Linked DNA regions of Cricetulus griseus: region 1 is linked to region 2. The links are chromatin contacts, called in public Hi-C maps. All regions are on one chromosome and are shown on one strand. Each heading gives the region's core, a stretch centred on a gene start, on an enhancer-like site or on the middle of the called end of the contact. The rest is flanking DNA. Distances are from core to core; before and after follow the strand shown.

Region 1 (4,768 bases), core at 315-2,814, 300 kb before region 2:
GTGTGTTAATTTGCAGATCAGGGCATCCTTCAGTCCTCACAGGAGAAGCCTCTTCTTGGAGTAGATGGCAATTAACCCACAACCGATCACCATGCAGAGAACTTTGGAAATCTCAGCCCTAAATGGGATGTGTATATCATACTCCTCATCTAAAGCTCAGGGAACTATGTGGAAGAGGGGACAGAAGGATTGTAAAAGCAGAGGTGATGGATGGCTTCAAGGGAGCAGCAGTCTCCAAACACAGCAGGGAAGCTGCAATATGAATCCACAGAGATTGTGAGACTGTGTACAAGACCTGCAAAACCCCGGTACAGAGAAGGGGAAGTGGACACAAAAGCTATTCATAATTGATAACTTTCGGGGGAAGGAAAGTCCAGTTTTTTCAATGGAGTGATACTCCATGCTTAGTTTGTTTATTTATTTATTTTTGTTTGTTTTTGTTTTTTCCAGAGGGTTTCTCTGTGTAGCTTTGGAGCTGTCCTGGAGAACTCGCTCTGTAGACCAGGCTGGCATCGAACTCACAGAGACCCCGTCTTGCCTCCCAACTGCTGGGATTAAAGGCGTGCACCACCAATGTCCGGCCTGTTTTTTTTTTTTGTTTGTTTGTTTTTGTTGTTGTTGTTGTTGTTGTTGTTTTTTGAAAGAGAGAAATGGAGCATGAAGTTGAGTGGATAGGGGGTTGGGGAAGGGAATAACTATGATCAAAATACATTGTATGAAATTCTCGAAGTATAAAATATCTATAAAAACGCCCTTCAGAGTTACTTATAGCTCACTGATTTTAAACCTGGTTAAAAAAAATGACGCATAAGTCGGTTACTAACAATCTAAGTAACCCTTCGACCATAACTTCCGAGAGGGGTTAAAAACACGTCACTACAGCCGACTCTCCTCCCTTGCCTCGGCTTTAAAATTGGCCGGGCTGCGGGAGAGACCCGTGATGGACAGGGCGTCCGGCCAGTCGCTGGCACTGGCCAATCAGAGGCGGCCCCGTCTCAGGCCCAGCCCAAGTCCCCGTCCAATCGCGTCCGGGTGGCGGCCAGAGCAGGACGGTTGAGAGGCGGTCGGTTCCAAGTGGGCCGCGGCGCGGGGGAGACGTCGGGCTCGCAAGCAGGAACCCCGAAAGCGGTTCGCACGCCACGACTGGACCCCCTACGCGGCGGCTGCAGAGGTCGGCCCTGCCCGGTGGGACCGCCGAGACTGACCTTTGCCGGGAGCCCATCCTGGCCGACGACGTGTGCGGGTCCCTGGCGTCCCCTCCGGCGCGCTCTTGGACCCACTTCCCACAGCGGAAGTCTGCCTGCTCGGGCTCCGCCGGGACCTGCTCGGAGGAATGGCGCCGCCGGGTGAGGCGTTGCGCATGGCTCAACAGTGGGGCCCCGCGGCCGATACGCCTTGGGGAGCGGGGCGTCGCCCGCGGGAGGCTAGTGCGGATCACACGGGCGCCGACCAGGCGCTGCTCCCCTCCCCTACGGGGCAGGGGCATGGGCTCGGGCGCTTTCGGGGTCGTGGGTGTGACGGAGGGCTGCGAGCTCTAGAGAAGGGAGGGCGGCCCGGAGGATTGTTGCGGGGAGGGGGAGGCGTGCGACGCGCGGCTACGGGTCCCCGCGAGGCCCAGCGCGAACCGCGCGGACCCGGGCCTGGCCGCCTTCATTCATTCTGGTGGTCCGGGCGGCCTACGTCCTGTCTGCGAGCCATCCGCGGCATCGTGAAAGCCTTTGACCATGTCGCTGGACTCTAGGGTTTTTTCCCTGACAGGGACGGGAGGCTCACCTCGCCTAACGCCTAGGCTATGAAGTGTTATAGAGGTGCAGACTTGTGTTAGCGGCCACATATTCTCTGTGAGACCAGGGGCCAGGGACTTAACCCATCTGCACCCCAGTTGCTCTTTTGGTATCTGCTTCGTAAGATCTGTGTTAAATGGTATTCTGCGTTTGCTTTTTAACAGTGCAGGGCAAAATTCGATGCCGGGTAGATTCTGAATGGACACGGTAGTGTGGAAGCTTAGTGTCATCCTTTTAAAAATCGGTATTTGGGTGTATATCTTCTATTCCCCCCTGGCCGATGAGTAGAATCCCAGAGAAAGGCAGTAACTCGGGAACACAGTGAACAAAGCTTGCCATTTCACTATTTGATTTGTTGGCAAAGTGGTTCAAGTCAGAATTTGTATTGAAACTGTCTCAAGTTTGAGTCCCAGTTATGTGTCTTAGGGCAGGGACAGATAACTTAATGAACCTTAATTTTTTTCTTTTTTAGTTAGGGCCTAGGGAGCTGGGGAAGTGGGTTTGGTTCCCAGCACTGAGAGAAAAGCAAGTGCATGGCACACAGGAGCTTCACTGTAGACTGATGAGTACTGAACATTATAGAGCTCTTTATTTTACTATGGGGTTTGGGACTTAGAGGTTACTACGCATCAAACCCAGGGTATGAATTCTACACTAAGCCATTACTTCTACACATACAGTCTAAACACACAAAGACTTAAATGAAACTACTGTTCATAGAAGATGACCTGAGTTCGAGCTTCAGGTAGAACTACATGGTAGAAGGAGAGAACCGACTCCCAAGGTTTCCTCTGACCTCTATATGTACACACCTCTGGCCCCAATTTAATTTAATTTTTTTAAGTAGAATGTGAGCTCTGTAGTGTTGACTGGGTTTGAGTCCAACCAAGACTGGCCACATGTAAGCTACTGTAGTCCTCAGCTTTCTTCTTTGGAAGGTAATGCCTTTACCAGATTCTAATTCAAATTCAACTTGAGCTGTAGGCAAAGGATTTAGGGCCATTGATGTTAGTTTTGTAATTGCCTTTTAATGCTTTTAACTTGGGTGACAACTGATTCATGACGTAGCCTACTCAAAAGCTTTCCTTGTTTTTATTTTTAATGAAAGAGACAGATGCCATTTCTACAGTTTCTTCATGTCCCCTAGGGGAGTCACAGATGGGACTGTTTTCATGTACTCTGTGCATACCATACCTGGCAGTCTGTAAGACTTGAAAATACTGAGATAAACATGAAAAATAGTCTTTAGCCTCCAGCTCTTAGAATCTAGATTCAAAGAGCTTATAGTTTAGCAGAGAAATCAGCCTGCATATTCTTTTTTTTTTTTTTTGCAGGGGAGGGGTATGTTTTTGTGTTATCTCCCCCCCCCCACACACACAGGGATTCTCCATGTAGCCCTGGCTGTCCTGGAACTCGCTTTGTAAATGAGGCCTCAAACCAGAGATCTGCCTACCTCTGCCTCCTGAGTTCTGGGACCAAAGGCGTGTGCCACCACTGCCCAGCTGTCCTCTCATACTCTTAGTTGTGGAAATGCAGCTTAGGCACAGTATAGACTTTGCTGACTGGCTGCAGTAGCAAGCAAGCAATGGGAGCAGCAGCTGATACTGTACAAAGTGCTCATTACAGACTAGTCATGATTCTATAACATCTTTCCCCCTTAACTCAGAACAAGCCCAGGGATGACACTTGTCTGCTTTATGCTTGAGGAAGTTGAGGCAATAGCTAAATACCTTGACTGTGGTTCCTATACAGCCCAGAGGCTGGGTTCTTCATTGTACTGGGGCCTAATTCAAGGAAAGCTTCTTGATAGTAAGCAAAAACCTGAAAGGGCACAATATGCAAAGTTGAAGTTGAGGAAAACCTGAAAAGAGTGCCAGGTGGGAAGGAACCGGACTCTTGAGGAATAGGCTGGAAAGTGGCAGTTGTTGGAGTGGTCAAGAGAGGAGGTGACAGGAAAATAAGGGTTCAGGATTTGTTCTGTCCTGGAGCTTCCATGAAAGACTGTCCTGGTAGTTGAAGATGGGGTCATCATTCCCGGTCTCTTGAGGCTCAACCTAAGTTCTTTACCCATTCCCACGCGGTTGGGCTCCCAGACCTTGGTGCTTCATTATTGGGACTGTGTCTAGGAGTAATGTGACATGTACTTAATAGCCATTTCTGTCAAAGGTTCCAGCGCTGTCTTCCTGTTGGCCCTGACAATCGTAGCCACCACCCAGGCTTTGACACCTACCCACTACCTCACCAAGCATGATGTGGAGAGACTGAAAGCCTCTTTGGATCGTCCTTTCACAAATTTGGAGTCTGCCTTCTATTCCATCGTGGGACTCAACAGCCTTGGTGCCCAAGTGCCAGATGTCAAGGTAAAGCTGCCTTTCTTCTGCTCACAGTGTTTTAGGAGAACCTTAATCTCCTTACACGTTCCTCTCAGATACTTTAAAACAGACTCTTGCTGGTGTGAGCATTACTGCATTTAATGTAACAATACTTCCAGTCTGAGGTTGTTTGTTTACTTAATGTGTGTCCCACCAGTTGGGTGCTTGTAAGGGAAAGGAGGAAAGTGAGTCAGAGCTTCTTGAGACTACAGAACTATCTGTGAAACTGCTCACTACAGCATGAACTTGGTTTGTTCACTTGTTAACCACAGAGCCATCTCCGCAGCCCCACAAGGTGTGCTTGTACAGTGCTAGGTGCATGGCTAACATCTGCAAAGGAGTCAAGGTAAAGGACTCACATGCATTAATCAGTGATAGTCATTGTGTGGGGTGATTTAGAATAAAGCAGGGAGAAGCAGGAAATTGCTCTCTTGCTCTTCCTCCCCCTCTCTTCTCTGGAGCCGCCATGTGAGCCCAGGAAGACAGGATGCTTGCCGCCGGCATCCTCAATAAGGTAAGTTTATAAAATATATAGTTTAATGGTTATGGTTGATACTTAAGACAGAGATAGCAGATAAGAAATCCTAGTCAGGGGGATGGAGAGATGGCTCA
Region 2 (4,780 bases), core at 167-2,666:
CTTGGCATGAGCACATAAAACGAAACTTTTTTGGGTCCTGGCTTTGGTGTTGAAGTCCAGAAGGCTGACAGGATGGTTGAACCATGTCAGGCAGGGCAGAGAAGCCGTCCCCAATACATCAGTTCCCTGAAAGGGACAAAAGAAGATCCGAACCTATAAACAGAAAGAACCTACAAACCAGAACAGGTCCCAGTTTCCCAACTAAAAAGAAACATGGGACCTAGAAGGAAACGAAAAGTGGTTTGGAAGGAGGAAGGAAAAATCGATTGTCCCCATCCCCCATTCTTCCTTTCCAGGCCAAGGCGAGTGTGACAGGCATTCCATTCCTTCTGCTGCCCTTGAGGGCCACTCCCCACACACCGGAGGAGAGGGAACCGGTGTCCAGAATCGGTGAAAAGTTTGTGGGAGAAGGATCCGGGACCCGAAGCAGATGGTCACCCAATTACTCCAGATACCAAAGACAGGGTTGGGAGCCTAGTTCTCCCTTCTCCCCACACTTCTTCGGAAGGAGGGGAGAAGAGACTGAAGTGGCGAGGAAAGAGTGGCCCGCCTCTCAGAAGCTGAGCCCCTTGCCAAGGGCTCGAGCAGAGGAGGTGGTGGTCGCGCCCCTCTGTCCCAGTCCCATCCGGGGAGCTCGCTGACCTTGTAGGCAAAAGTAACAGCTAGAAGCCCCGGAACCCACCCTCGGGACAAGAAGGGGACACTCCCACCAAGGTCCAGATTGGGGAGAAGCCGGGCGGTCGCCCGACGCGGGTACGCCCGCCCCCGGCCGCGCGGAAGGAAAGTCCCGGCGAGGGGCCAGGCGGCGCCTAAGGTGACCCCGGAGGGCCAACATGGCGCCGCGGCCGCGCCCAGGACCTCTCACCCTGCCCAGGCGGGCGACGCCACGATACCTGCGAGCCCCGCCATGGCGCTGCCGCCACTGTCGCCGTCGCCGTCGCCGCCGCAGCCTGCCTCCACCTTAGCTCGCCACCGACGCCGCAGAAGCTGGGGAGACGCCCCCTTCATCTTCTAGTCGAGCGGCCCAAGGACCCCGCCCGGAATCGGGCTGTCCGCCGCGGACGCCTGACAGACAGGCCCAAATTGGGACTACTCTCGGGTACTTTTCCCTCAGTGTCCGGCACAAAACATCTTTCCTAAGCTATATATGAGCTAGAGTAAAATTAGGAGGCCTCTGAGTTCCTCAAGCCCGAGGAATTTTTAATCAGGCGCATTTGGGTAGCCCCGAACCTCTGGCCTATGGTCCCCTTATGCATATGCAGCAGATTGTGATCCTTACTGTTTGAGAGCGGGGCGGGCCGGCGTCGCTTAGTTGCCCTGATTCCCACTAAGCTCTTCTATCTTGTGGTCAACGCACTCCGAGAAAACATCTCGTGGCTCAGATCTGGCCACGAGATCTGGCCCTTTCAACCATGGGCAAAGAACTGGGCTCAGAACGTGGTTCCTTCTGGGTGATGAAATGGCTCGCCCCGGGCTTGTTAAAGTTTAGATGAGTCAGTGTGTTCACTCGCTAGCTAATTAGGCTCGGTCCTGGTCGCATACTATGCGCAAGCGCAATGCTGGCGGTAGACTTCGGCTCCTGACCCCAGTTTTCCCAACCAAGAGGTGAGACTATCACCCTGTGATCACTTTATCCTAATACTTTCAATCGTACCAGTACATAATTAGACATCGTGGGAAGCACTATGAGGCAAAGTAAGGAGAGTTACGAGAAATTAATGGGATCCTGGTTCCTGAAGAAGAATGAGTGTTGTTGGAACCTTCTTGGGCAAATTGAGTTTGTGCGTTGTGTGAGCCCAGGGGTATTGTTCCAGACATGAGGGTGACAATCCTAAGCAGAGTGGGAGATGAGCAAAAATATGACAGGCACCTTGGTCATGAGTTTGGATCTTCGTCTTGAGAGGCATTGGAAGCTGTTTTCTTAGGGGGAATGAAAAAGAATTTGGGTCTCTCTAAGACCACTGGCTTTTCAGGATTAGAAGACATGGAGGTGAGGTTCGGGATGAGAGACCAGCTAAGCAACCTGAACAGCTTTCCAAAGTCACGGTGACTCAGACAGGTGGTGGCTAAGGGAGTTAGAAGAGATCATATCAGACTCAACCGTGAGGCACAGGCATTGGTCTTAACTAGGAAGGGGTGAGGAGCCCTTACCCAAGGTGGAAAAGCTGGAAGAAAGACAGGCTGCTGGGGACAATCAGGAGTGTGACTGAGAAGTTGTAGCTGAAATGCCTGGGTATCCTGTCCATAGGGAGAATGGAGCTAGACGGGCTGCTAGGGCTTCCTCGGGTCGTGATGTTGCTGAGAAGCCAGGGTCAGAAGGAAGGAAGGAAAGTGGGCTAGGGAGGAGCCAGGAAAAGAGCTGGATGCAGTGAGCAGACTTTATTGTCCCCACTGCCACAGTCTGGTCCATAAAGCAGGGGTTCAAGTAGGAAGAAATACTCTGCCTGGCTGGCTGCTGTTGAGACAAGGGACACCTTGGATTTGGGAATGAGATGGGTCTGTAGCCTGTGCTCTTTTTGTTGCAAGTTAAAAAAGAAACCCATTGTAAATTACTGGTTTAAAAAGGAAATGGGTAGCAGATGGAGTCGCTTGGCAGTGTCACGGAGGACCTGGGCTCATTCCATCTCTCTGTTGTCCTTCAGTTGGTTTCATGCTCACACAATGGCCATCCCCATTCCCGGTATCACCTGTGACCCAAGACAATATTCATTCTTCCCTTAGTTGAGACTACAGCAGGCCTATGACCTCTTGTTGTTCAGTTGCTTATGAGCCCATAATGACCAGTGTATGGTACCTGGTACTCCCGTCATCCACAACAGGAGAAACCAGAAAGCCAGGAAGCTCTTGATTAGATAGATGAAAATGGGGCCGAGCACTGGCAGGGACAAGGCAACTCACATTCTTGTCCACAGCTGATGGTGCTGCACCCACTCTAGAAAACTCTCAGCATCTCCTTGTTCTCATCACACCCCTGTGCCATGCCCAGATTCTCCACGCCTGTGGACTGGGTCTCCCTGAAGCCCCATGCAAGACTGTCTTTAGCAGAGGAGTTCCTGGTTCAGCCAGTCTGGAGACAATGCAGTGTCCATCCACAGGAGAATGGACCAGTCCACAGTGCAGTGTGCAGTCTGTGGGATACATTTGACACTTGGTAGCCTCTCTTCTGCATGGGAGGTTAAAAAATGTTTGTAAAATATTTGCAAGGCATTCTTGTCATCATTCCCTAAAAAAAAAAAAAAAATCATAATGGAATAATTGCCTATGTAGCTCTTAGAGGCTTTAGCTCAGCCGTCTAGAGCTGGGCTGAAGTACATGGCAGGATGTGTGTAGGTTACCTGTAAATGCTGCACCATTTTATGCAAGAGACTTACGCATCCTCATATTTGGGGGCTTTGAAATCCCCTCTGAATTTTGAGGGACAAGTGCATTTTATACATAAATGTAACAAACCACTGACACATGAAACACTACAGATTGCTCTGACATACAGGATGTGGGCTAAAAGGAGCTGGGGGCCCAAGCCAATGCAAAGGGCATGATCCCATTGTTCAAAGGAAGGTGAAACTGATCCATGGTGATAGCAATCAATTAGTGGTTTCAGGGAGTAAGGAAAGGAAGGGAAGATGCAAAGACTTGGCTCAGGTAGGGGAAACGCCTATCAAGCTGGTCCTAAAGCCAGGGAACTTTATGTAGGTTATTCCTCAAGAAAAAAAAAAAAAGAAAGGAATGCTTTTTAAGACCCCACACGGGTTAGAAAGTATATTTCTGGTGTTTTCATGGCAGTCTGGGCATTGGCAAAGCCCAAGTGGCCAGCTTTCTTATGGGGATTCTGCAAGGCTGGAGGCAGGTAGGCTTCTGACCTCTGCCCACTAACCCATCTCCTTCCATCCGCAGGGTTGCCCACTTGGGGTCCTGAGATTTCAAATGACCCAGAAGCCCCTTCTGCCCTAAAATTTGGCTAAATTGACCTTGACTGCCTGCCAAAGCCTCCCAAATTGTCCCTACCCACCTGACACCCCACCAGGACTCCTGCTTTCCTCATCTCTGCAGCCTCTGAAACTTGTTCTTTCCTTTGCTCCCTTTAGAACTTCTCGTCTTCAATGTCAAAGTTTGGTCCTAGCCAGCACCCTTCCTCTCTTGGGCCTGTACTGGCCTCTCTGTTCTGACTCCTGTCAAACCCAGAACAATCCTTGTGATTGCTAGTTTTGTCAATGTGACCTAGAATCACCTGAGAGAATCCCAGTGAGGGACTGTCTAGTTCAGGTTGGCCTATAGTCAGATCTGTGAGAAAATAGTCCTAATTGCCTTAATTAATATGGGAAGACCCAGCCTGAAAGTTGGCAGCACCACTCCCTGGCTTTGGAGCCTGAACTGTATAAGTAGAGAAAGCTAGGTGAACACCAAACTCTGTGCATTCATTTCTGTCTGCCCATGACTGTGGATGTGGTGTGGCCAAGTTGCTTCAAGCTCTTATCACCTTGACGTCTCTGAATCAACTGACCATAACCTGGAACTGTAAGTCACATCTCCTCTGAATTGTTCTCTGTCAGGTCTTTTGTTTGTTGTTTTTAATCACAGCAACAGAAGTCAGAGGCATCCTTCACACAGTAGCCAGGGGACTAAGACGCTACGACGACCCTGTCACTCTTCCTCTGGAGGTGATGTCCCCTTCCTCTGTAGTCACCTGTTAAGGTCCTCCCCATCAGCTGTCAAAGCCCCAAGGCCAGTTGAGATGAGCAATAGTGCAAGCAAGGCCAAGGCAGACTCACTTCCTGTGCCT

Evidence for each region. A called contact is a pair of places that touch in the nucleus more often than the background predicts.
Region 1: a Hi-C map of liver shows a contact between it and region 2, with 2.8 times the contacts expected there. The contact joins the promoter of Mroh8 here to the promoter of Blcap in region 2. A contact is called at or near these places in 4 of 8 Hi-C or Micro-C datasets (the CHO-K1 cell line, fibroblasts and liver).

Annotation. Positions count from the first base shown.
Region 1 is chr6:22,272,503-22,277,270 of CriGri-PICRH-1.0, reverse strand. Mroh8 (protein MROH8) reads right to left here and starts at 1,564. Exons shown (of 24, transcript XM_027421276.2): 1 at 1,206-1,564. The coding sequence starts at 1,486. Rpn2 (dolichyl-diphosphooligosaccharide--protein glycosyltransferase subunit 2) reads left to right here and starts at 1,213. Exons shown (of 17, transcript XM_027421279.2): 1 at 1,213-1,346; 2 at 3,951-4,144. The coding sequence starts at 1,334.
Region 2 is chr6:21,970,982-21,975,761 of CriGri-PICRH-1.0, reverse strand. Blcap (bladder cancer-associated protein) reads right to left here and starts at 1,416. Exons shown (of 2, transcript XM_027421260.2): 1 at 1,280-1,416. It overlaps LOC103158741 (a long non-coding RNA gene), which reads left to right and starts at 1,471. Exons shown (of 2, transcript XR_003486460.2): 1 at 1,471-1,605.